Regions from separate parts of the Danio rerio genome. Here region 2 is linked to region 1. The links are chromatin contacts, called in public Hi-C maps. All regions are on one chromosome and are shown on one strand. The core of a region is the stretch at or near the end of the contact, and the rest is flanking DNA. Distances in the headings are between cores, read along the strand shown.

Evidence for each region. A called contact is a pair of places that touch in the nucleus more often than the background predicts.
Region 2: a contact with region 1 is called in a Hi-C map of an unstated tissue, with 5 times the contacts expected there. The contact joins the promoter of jag2b here to the promoter of brf1b in region 1. A contact is called at or near these places in 1 of 18 Hi-C or Micro-C datasets (an unstated tissue) and 1 of 4 datasets of contacts at active chromatin or transcription factors (embryo).

The regions. Positions count from the first base shown.
Region 1 is chr20:23,444,651-23,448,911 of GRCz12tu, forward strand. It overlaps brf1b (BRF1 general transcription factor IIIB subunit b), which reads left to right and starts at 1,818. Exons shown (of 19, transcript NM_199889.1): 1 at 1,818-2,029; 2 at 2,576-2,775. The coding sequence starts at 2,595. xrcc3 (X-ray repair complementing defective repair in Chinese hamster cells 3) reads right to left here and starts at 1,356. Exons shown (of 7, transcript NM_001013541.1): 1 at 1,203-1,356; 2 at 975-1,112. The coding sequence starts at 1,257.
Region 2 is chr20:23,934,377-23,938,935 of GRCz12tu, forward strand. jag2b (jagged canonical Notch ligand 2b) reads left to right here and starts at 1,959. Exons shown (of 26, transcript NM_131862.1): 1 at 1,959-2,174; 2 at 2,632-2,952. The coding sequence starts at 2,106.

The DNA.
Region 1 (4,261 bases), core at 568-3,067:
TTAGGACTCACACTCACGTTGTTTGTGCTTGAAACAGACTAGAGACCTACTGTATAATCAGCTTTTATTAATGAAATTAACTTACTATATTTGATTTTTATAATGTAATGAATATAACTTTTAAATAGAGAGCTGGTTCTGTTTAATGTTGGTTTACGAGCAAATTTCTTGTTTCTTCATTAAACAGATTTAAAAATAGTATTTTTAAATATCCGGAAATTGTTTATAAAGTTTAGATTTATTTGACATGGTTGACTTTTAAAGCAGGGGTTTTTTAGTCTATTTTATTTTTTCTATTTACATCCTAAAATGTAAAAGATATCTATATAATGTACATAATGTTGTATACTGTAAATAATTAATATTATAAATAGCGCTAAATATTATATTGGCAATGTTTATTTTCTATTCTTGCATTATATTTACAACTCATTTACTTTACTTTTAAGCTAATTATAATTCATTCTAATCTAGTTTGTATCTTTTCTAGATAATCTATTTCACATGTTTATATGAACAACAATTTCAGATGTTTACATAAATCTTATTTCATCTTTTTTTCTTATTTGTTAAAATCATATAAATATTCAAAGAATTTAAAGGCATTGATCACCCAGAAATACAAATGCTGTCGTCATTTCCTTATTCTTGACTTATTACAAACCAGTTGAGTTTGTTGTTCTCTTGAACACAAAAGTTATTTTAAAGAATGTTGGAAAGTAGGACGGAAATCACTATGAAAGTCAATAGTTACAGGTTTCCAACATTTATCGAAATATCTCATTTTATATTCAACAGAACAAAAACACCTCAAACGGTTTTGAAACAAGTCAAGGGTGAGAAAATGATGACAGAATTTTCATTTTTTGGGGGGAGAACTGTCTCTTTGATCAAATAAAATCAGAAAAAAAGTTCTGTAATTACCTCTATAACAACACCGGATGTTTAAAATTAAAATAATACAAAAGTATAACCTGTGACGGGTTTAGACTTGCGCACAGAAGCCGCTACCGCCTGATGAAGACGCTGGACATCAGCCTTTGACAAGCGCGTCAGTCTCTGCAGATCTGGACCAGATACACACAGGATCTCTTTGGCTGATCTAAAATTGCCTAAACATTGAAATAACGTTTAACACGAAGATAAATAAACTGTAACGCACTCTCTCAGCAATGTATCGCAATAAGGGATTGTTTATCAACCTTTTTTAACAGCAGCAATAATCCTTGGATTCAGCTCAAGTTGTTCCCACTCCATCACCAAACTTGAATCTCCATAATAACAGTTTAACGTTAATAAAACAATGAATAAACATTTCAACTAACGTTAACTAAAACTATTTGCGCACATTTTGAACTGCACGATGTTTACTTCCCGGTCATTGTGTCATATAGTCTGTCAAAATTAAAGTCTTAAATCCAGCCGGCTAACGATATTTATTTACGTTTCTTCAAAGACATGCAGTAAGAAGCAATACATATAAAGAACAATACTTAATTTTAACAAAACAAAAAGAGAATAGCGTTAGCGTAACGGCTAAAGCACTGACCCTTCATATTATCGCGCTTTAGAGCTGGGGTTTGCCACTGGTTCAGTTAAATCAATATGGGGGTGTTTTGAGTTTAGGCTATTACATAAAACGATCAAATGGTATTGTAGTAATATACATTCAGCATTTATATAATTCTAAGGTATTTAGGTTCACACACAATACGTATAAGCAAAATAAACTCATGATAACAATTAAAATAAGAACTTTTGGATATTGGCCACCCCTCTATGTTCTGTTTTTAGAACAGCCCTTAATGTTGTGTTTCAGTTGGGTAGATGGACTGATCTGGAAAGTCACAATAGTATGTTGTTATGAATTAAATGAAGTATTTTACCAAAACAGATTGATTTAACTCTTTTAAACATGTTGGTCATAGTAAAACAGGATTTGCTATCTAAATAGTTTATCAAACAACAAGAAATACGACTGGATACGGTTTTAAAGTTGTTGAGCTAAAGTCTTTACTTCCTTTGACTGGTGAGTGGCTATCTTACTGTTAAAGGCTAGCGTAAATTGTGTATGTTTATGTTACATTATGAAATAAAGAATAAAGCGATAAACTAAGCTGTTTGTAGAATGTTTAGGGTCGTATCATTCAAGCTAGCTTTCATTCTGTAGCATATGTGCACATACATAAACCATATCAAAACATTAGCTTAGCAAAAATAACGTTACTATTGATGTGCATTAGAACATAAAACATAAAATAAAATGAATCCTAATATAAGAATATAGGAATCATGACCGACAATGAACAGGGCGACAAATGTGCATTGTGTATCCGGCATGCTAACTGTCGCGTAGCAGAGCGGAATATGCAAGACCAATGAAGCCGTGCGACCCGAGTTCAATCCCCGTTGAAGATAAGGTTCTGTTGAAAACATTATATTGCTGGTTATTCGGTTTTAATACGTGTTTTATGTTTATAATATCTTAATAACAAGAAACTGACAAAAACATAAAAAACAGTATGTTTTGTAAAGTGTTTCCTGTTCTGTAATGGAGTTGGTGTGTGCTCCTCAGGTCTAAGTCTTCAGTCAGTATGAGTCGCCAGTGCAAGAACTGTGGTGGATCGGACATCGACACAGATCCAGCCCGGGGGAGTGCAGTCTGCACAGCCTGTGGTTCGGTTCTGGAGGATAACATCATTGTGTCTGAGGTTCAGTTTGTGGAAAACAGTGGAGGAGTCTCTTCAGCCGTCGGCCAGTTTGTGTCTGCAGATGGTAAGAGCTGTTTTCTTAAACCTAAAAAAATGATAGTTGGGATCATGCCCCATGTTTCAGGGAAATCTGTATGCTTGGTCACTTGGAGTGCCTTTTACTATAATAAATTATAATTTTTTGAAAAAAAATAAATGCTCAAATGAAAATACAGAAAGAAAATATAGAGAAAATATACCGAAATCAAAAATAGGAAAAGATTTCTCACAGATAATGTTTTAAACTCTTTTATGCTTTTGCACAATTTAATTTATTGGCTAGCCACAGTCTAAACATGTTCTCACAGAAGCACATACCCCTGAACCTTAACTCGTATAGTTATCTTGTAAAACCCAGTATAAGGTAAGTACACTGTAAGAACATGTTCAGTACACATACTGTAAAATAAAGTACATTTAAAATGTGGTAGGATGAAATTAAATTATAATGCATTTTAATGCAGCTGGTCTAAATGGTCAAAACTCAACCTAAAAACTACAATAAAATTAAAACTTGATGTTCATTCACTATCAGACAATCCAAGATATAGATGCCTTTTTTATTTGCAGAACATTAAAGGCGATTTATAGGTTGAACTGGATGTACTATGGTGTTCCATTAAAGTTAACTTAACCAGCTAGATAATTCAAAATCCATGTCAGTTGCAAAAGCAGTTTTGACATATTATAGCAAATTATTTGCAGAAAGTATGACAGGATAATGGGCTTGAATTTTCCATATGAGGCAATCACATTATTTGTTTTATTTCCATCTCATAACTGCTCCACCAAGAAAAAAAAATGGATTGCATTTTTTAACTCCTAATGTCGCTAGTTAACACACTCAATGCATTTTTCCCACATCGCATAATTTCTGAAATATCAACTTCTACCACCAATGTATGTCGGTTTAAGTTAAAGTACCGGTAATTCCGGTAAATGTACCGGAAAAACTAAATGAACCGGAATTAATTCATACACTATGAATAATCAGAAAATATGAAGTGGAAGACCAATTTATTTAAAAACATAATAAAAATAAAATTTAGGAATACTTAGTATTTTTTAATACTAAATCACCTTTATTTTTTGAAGTATGTCATAAAATTATTCAGAATCTCATTTAACATACTTTCTTGTTTTTTTTTTGTTTTTACAAATTTCAATTCACTATTTATTTTTCAGTGAAAATATTTTTTTTCTGCTTTCAGCTTTTATTTTATCATTCTTTTCCCTGAATTGTTGAGCATAAATTGCCGTTTTATGATATTGCATGTTGCCTATATGTATTATAATAAAGAAATGGAATATGATCTCTTATTATTAAGAATGCTGCAACCTTAGTGACCTCTTTTTACTGGTGAAGAACAAAGTGCCTCTTAATGAATCATATATATAGATGCCCATTTTATTTGCAAAACATTAAAGGCGATTTATAGGTTGAACTGGATGTACTATGGTGTCCCATTAAAGTTAACTTAACATTGGTTTACTGCTGAATGGAAAGAAAA
Region 2 (4,559 bases), core at 709-3,208, 490 kb after region 1:
AACCAGTGACCTTCTTGCTGTGAGAACAGTGCTAACTATTGAGTCACCATGCAACCCAAAGCCAAAAAACAAAGACGCCTTTTTTTTTTTTTTTTGTGAAATGAAAGTACTTTGGTGGTATTGAACTGCTGTTCAGCCAAGCTACTTTTCTCCACACCATTCATAAAAACATGCAAGTTATGGGCTTTGTAGACATTGTGTTTACACCGGTAAGTTAATTCACCTGGACCAGAGAGAGAGAGAGAGAGAGAGAAATGAAAACATTGACTTAACATTTACAATGTAATTTATTGACTGAAATGAAAGATACAAAAAAAAACATATTTTAATGATGTATGTTTTGCAAAGGAAGTTACCAAATGCCAAACATAATGCTGGCTGCTGTGCTAAATCTGATGTGCAGTATGTTGTGAAGTTTTGAGAAATTGTTAAGGACTCAAAACAGAGCCAGGGACAAATTCATGCATGCACAAAAAATAAATAAATAAAATTCTGCAGCAAGGGGATGTGTTTCTGATGCCTGTCATAGGCAACATCATGTCTATAAGGAGAAAAAAACAGGTGCGCTTGAGCATTCTGTCCTTTTATAGTTGCAGCTTGTGACATCATGCTTTTGTTTTATGTACTGTAGGTGTCATTGGTTCATGTTGAATTCATATTCAGACACACTTTGTAAGTGTACTGGAACATTCTTTATTAAAGTACATTCAGTCTGCTTTATGGCTTGCTCCATGGTTTGCATGGCAGTGTACCAGTTTATTCCACAGTGAACCACAGCAACAGAGCAATCTCATCAGAGTTTGTTTTACTCTAACCAAATCGGATATAAATTAATATTTATACCAGTAAAGAATACACTTTTCTGACACTCAGTTCAGGACTTGAGGCTTTTATTAACAAGATTCTGATATAAATAAAGTGTAAGAAAGAGAGACAGAAAGAAAAAAAAGTGCGTTGTTGGGGTACAATCGAGGACAAGCAGGTCTAGCTGGTCTACCAGCCTAGCCAAGCTGATGTTCAGCTGGTTTAGCTGGTTGGCAACCAAATGGAAAATGCCCAAAATGCATGTAAAACCAGCCCAAGATGTATTTAGATTTGTTTTAGATACTTGATTGGTTTTCAGATGTTTTATTAGACTATTTTGAACATTTCCAGCAAGATTGAGAACTACTACATTGGATGCTAAGGTAATAGGAACTTATATAAATTAATTAGATGTTGAGATTTTGCTTGTAAATGTTTTTCAAAGTTTGTCTTCATCTTGTTAGGATGTCTCTTTCGAGGTCAATGCGAGGATGTACAGTAGAGGGCGCTCTCACCTGTGGCAAATCACACTAGCAGGCTGAGCACGCATCAGGACATCAGCGGGGATATACAGCTTTTTTGAGGTTTTCAAGGCTAATTTTCTTGGTTTTGTGGTTTCCACATATAATGCCAATTTTAAATGACAATTTAAAGCACTTCCATTCATAAAGCAATTTCATTCTTGTTTACCATAGTTGCTATTGTTTTAATAAATGTGCCACAATGGTACAGTAAACAAATGAAACAAATGAACAAACGTTAACATAGTGTCTATTAAAATGTAAGAAAATATTCTTGAGAATATATACACATTTCTAGTCAACATGTGGGCACTTTAAATGCGACATCTCTGTTATATTTGTAGTCTGGTCATCACTGTGTGTTTAGAAATCATTAACGTGATAAAAATACTAATTCTGCAAATTACGCATTACAAATATCCAAATTCCTGACAGAAAAGAAAGCACGCTGTTTAATTGCTCGTTGTGAAACAGAGGGAATAGAGCTCGTAAGTTTTTTGGCCAGGCTCCGCCCCCGAGTGGCGATTGGCCAACCGCATCAGCAGGGGGGATACTGATTGGCCCTTCCAGCTGTCAATCACGCGAGATCTCCTCAGGCGTGTGGTAGCCGTGAAACATATCATTTGCCGTGAAGTGATCAGACCGAGGGAGAGATCAGCACAGACCATCACCGCGCAAACACACCACGCTCGTGAATTTTTGCATGTCAGGAACGGAGGATCCTGTCGCCGGTCATCGGCCGTTTTCCATCTTGCGTTTATAACACATCAAATCGGCGGCATGTGGAATTGTATCAGGATTAGGAATTGGCTCCCAATCGCGTGCCTGCTGTTAACGATGTGGACGAAGGTGAGAGCTCTGATTGTTATTAGTGTTGCAGATCGATTTAATTGCCGTAGCACTGATCAGGAGGCAAAAGTTGATGGGTGTGGGCAGACGATTTCAACCGTTTCTGCTTAAAGTGATCGATATTTGAATTACGCAGCCACATGTGCGCGTGCATTTGGAAATGTCAGATGTAAGAAATGTTAACTTGAAACACGATTCCTCATTAAAAGCACGGGTGGATCAGTTTTATAGGATATTGTATGAAATAAAGCCGATTTTCTCATCTCATCCGCATAACAGGTTTGCAAAATTGTAGACTGATTCTCTGGAGACTTGAATGCACAAGCGCACGCGACACATTCCCTCAAATTAACATTAGCACAGATTTATCTGCATTTCTGTAATGCACAATCAGCATTATGATTGCTCTGTTTGTTTGTTTATTTATTTGTCTTTCTGTTTTTCAATGTATTTTTAGGTGTCCCAGTCCTCTGGCTATTTTGAGCTGCAGCTGATTGCTGTAGAAAATGTAAACGGTGAGTTGTGGGACGGGGAATGTTGCGACAGCACGCGGAACTCTCAAGACCAGCGCTGCGTGCGGGACGAGTGCGATACTTACTTTAAAGTGTGTCTGAAGGAGTACCAGTCTGAAGTCACCACCACTGGACAGTGCACCTTCGGCTCTGGATCTACCGACGTTCTTGGTGGAAATATAATTTCTTTTAAGACCGCAAAAAACAGCCCCAGCAAAACGAGCGACGTGGGAAAGATCATCATCCCTTTTCACTTCGCCTGGCCGGTGAGTCCTCGTCTTCTCCATGGGCTGTAATAAAAAAACGCGCCGCGGTGAGCTGTCACTGCTCGGAAGTTGAGTGCACTATATTGTTAGGGTGATGACAGGGTCTCTATTTTAATCGTGGGGCGTGTAGGCTGCTGTCTTTTAACGATTTTCTGTTATTTCTGTGACTGCTTCATCTGTAGGGCACTCACTTTGCTCTGCGTGTTTGAAACGGGCTGCTTGAAGGTGCATTTAAGGTGACACGCACCTCTTAAAGAGATAGCTCACTGTTGAATGGAAATTCTGCTACTTGGTCACCTTGTTTCCCACCTGTGTTGGTTATTTATTTTAGAAACACGAAGTAATTAGATAATATTGTTATTTACTCGAAGAAATATTGATTGAAAGTGAATGGTGACTTAAGTCTGTCATCCTGTCAAGCGGAAGCTTTAAAAGATACTTTCTAACAGAATAGTTTGTTTTAATTGGCTGTGTTACAAATCTGCTTAGTTGTACATCTTGTTTTGGTAGCATAAGAGAATATACAAGGCGGTTTAGGTAGACTGATTTTAATTTTGTTTCTGTTGACTTCTCATTATCAAGGTGCCAATCTTTCTCAAGTAGTGTACTAGCTATTCAAATGTGACGCGCTATCCGTACTCATGGCGCTGCTTGGTCTTTATGATTTTGTTATATCGCATTTTAGCAGATTAATACCCCACACAGGTTTTTTTTAAAGTACTATATTTACTTGTGTTATTGTTAAAGGAATAAAGTGAGTGATATAAGGCGGATTAACTTCTGTAATGCTGTGGTTTTGCCTAAATCTTTGATTCTTTTTTACTATTGTTTGCTTGAACTTGCTACAAATAAATCAAAAAAGCATGTTTTTGCAGTCAAACTGTTGTATTCACAAGTGACGCATGATTTTACTAGACATAGTTTAATCATGGTATCTGTGGTAAATGGTTATGCAAAAGGTAGTCAATATGCTTAAAAATGAATGCTAATCTTTTTCTGTAATACATAACAATAACACAAAACAAACACGTTGAGGTGAAGTTAGTTTTATATTCACATATTCAAATTTTCTCCTTTGGTGTTATTTGCAAATTCTAAATAGGGAAATTATATCAATGACTATGAAAACACACCATAGTCCACAGTCAATTAAATAGTGCTAATAAGTCATTCTTGCATGAGTTTTCAGAGCTCATATTCAAAGTAGCGTGGTGAGGACCATGTCACAAGACAAAATTTAACTAATGTTTGAATATTAAACCAAATTTACCTCAGAAAGTGTGTTGTATATTCACGCATTTGGAATTTCTCCTTAATAATATAATTTCAGAAAAGTATTAAAAAGTAACTGTTTTGAAATCATATTAGCAGCCAAAGACTAACAGTGTTGTACATAGTCTAAATAGCGCTAACAATGTTGTTTTGATGTCATACTTGCATGTGATTTCAGAAAGAATATTCTAAGTACCATGGTTAACAATATAGCGAAGGCTTCACAAGTTGGTACTGAAAAAATGTGCGAATATTAGACAAATTTTACCCCAATAACAACACTACTTGATCTTTATTTCAGCATGTTTAATCTTTTAGAATCTTTCCAAAAGCAG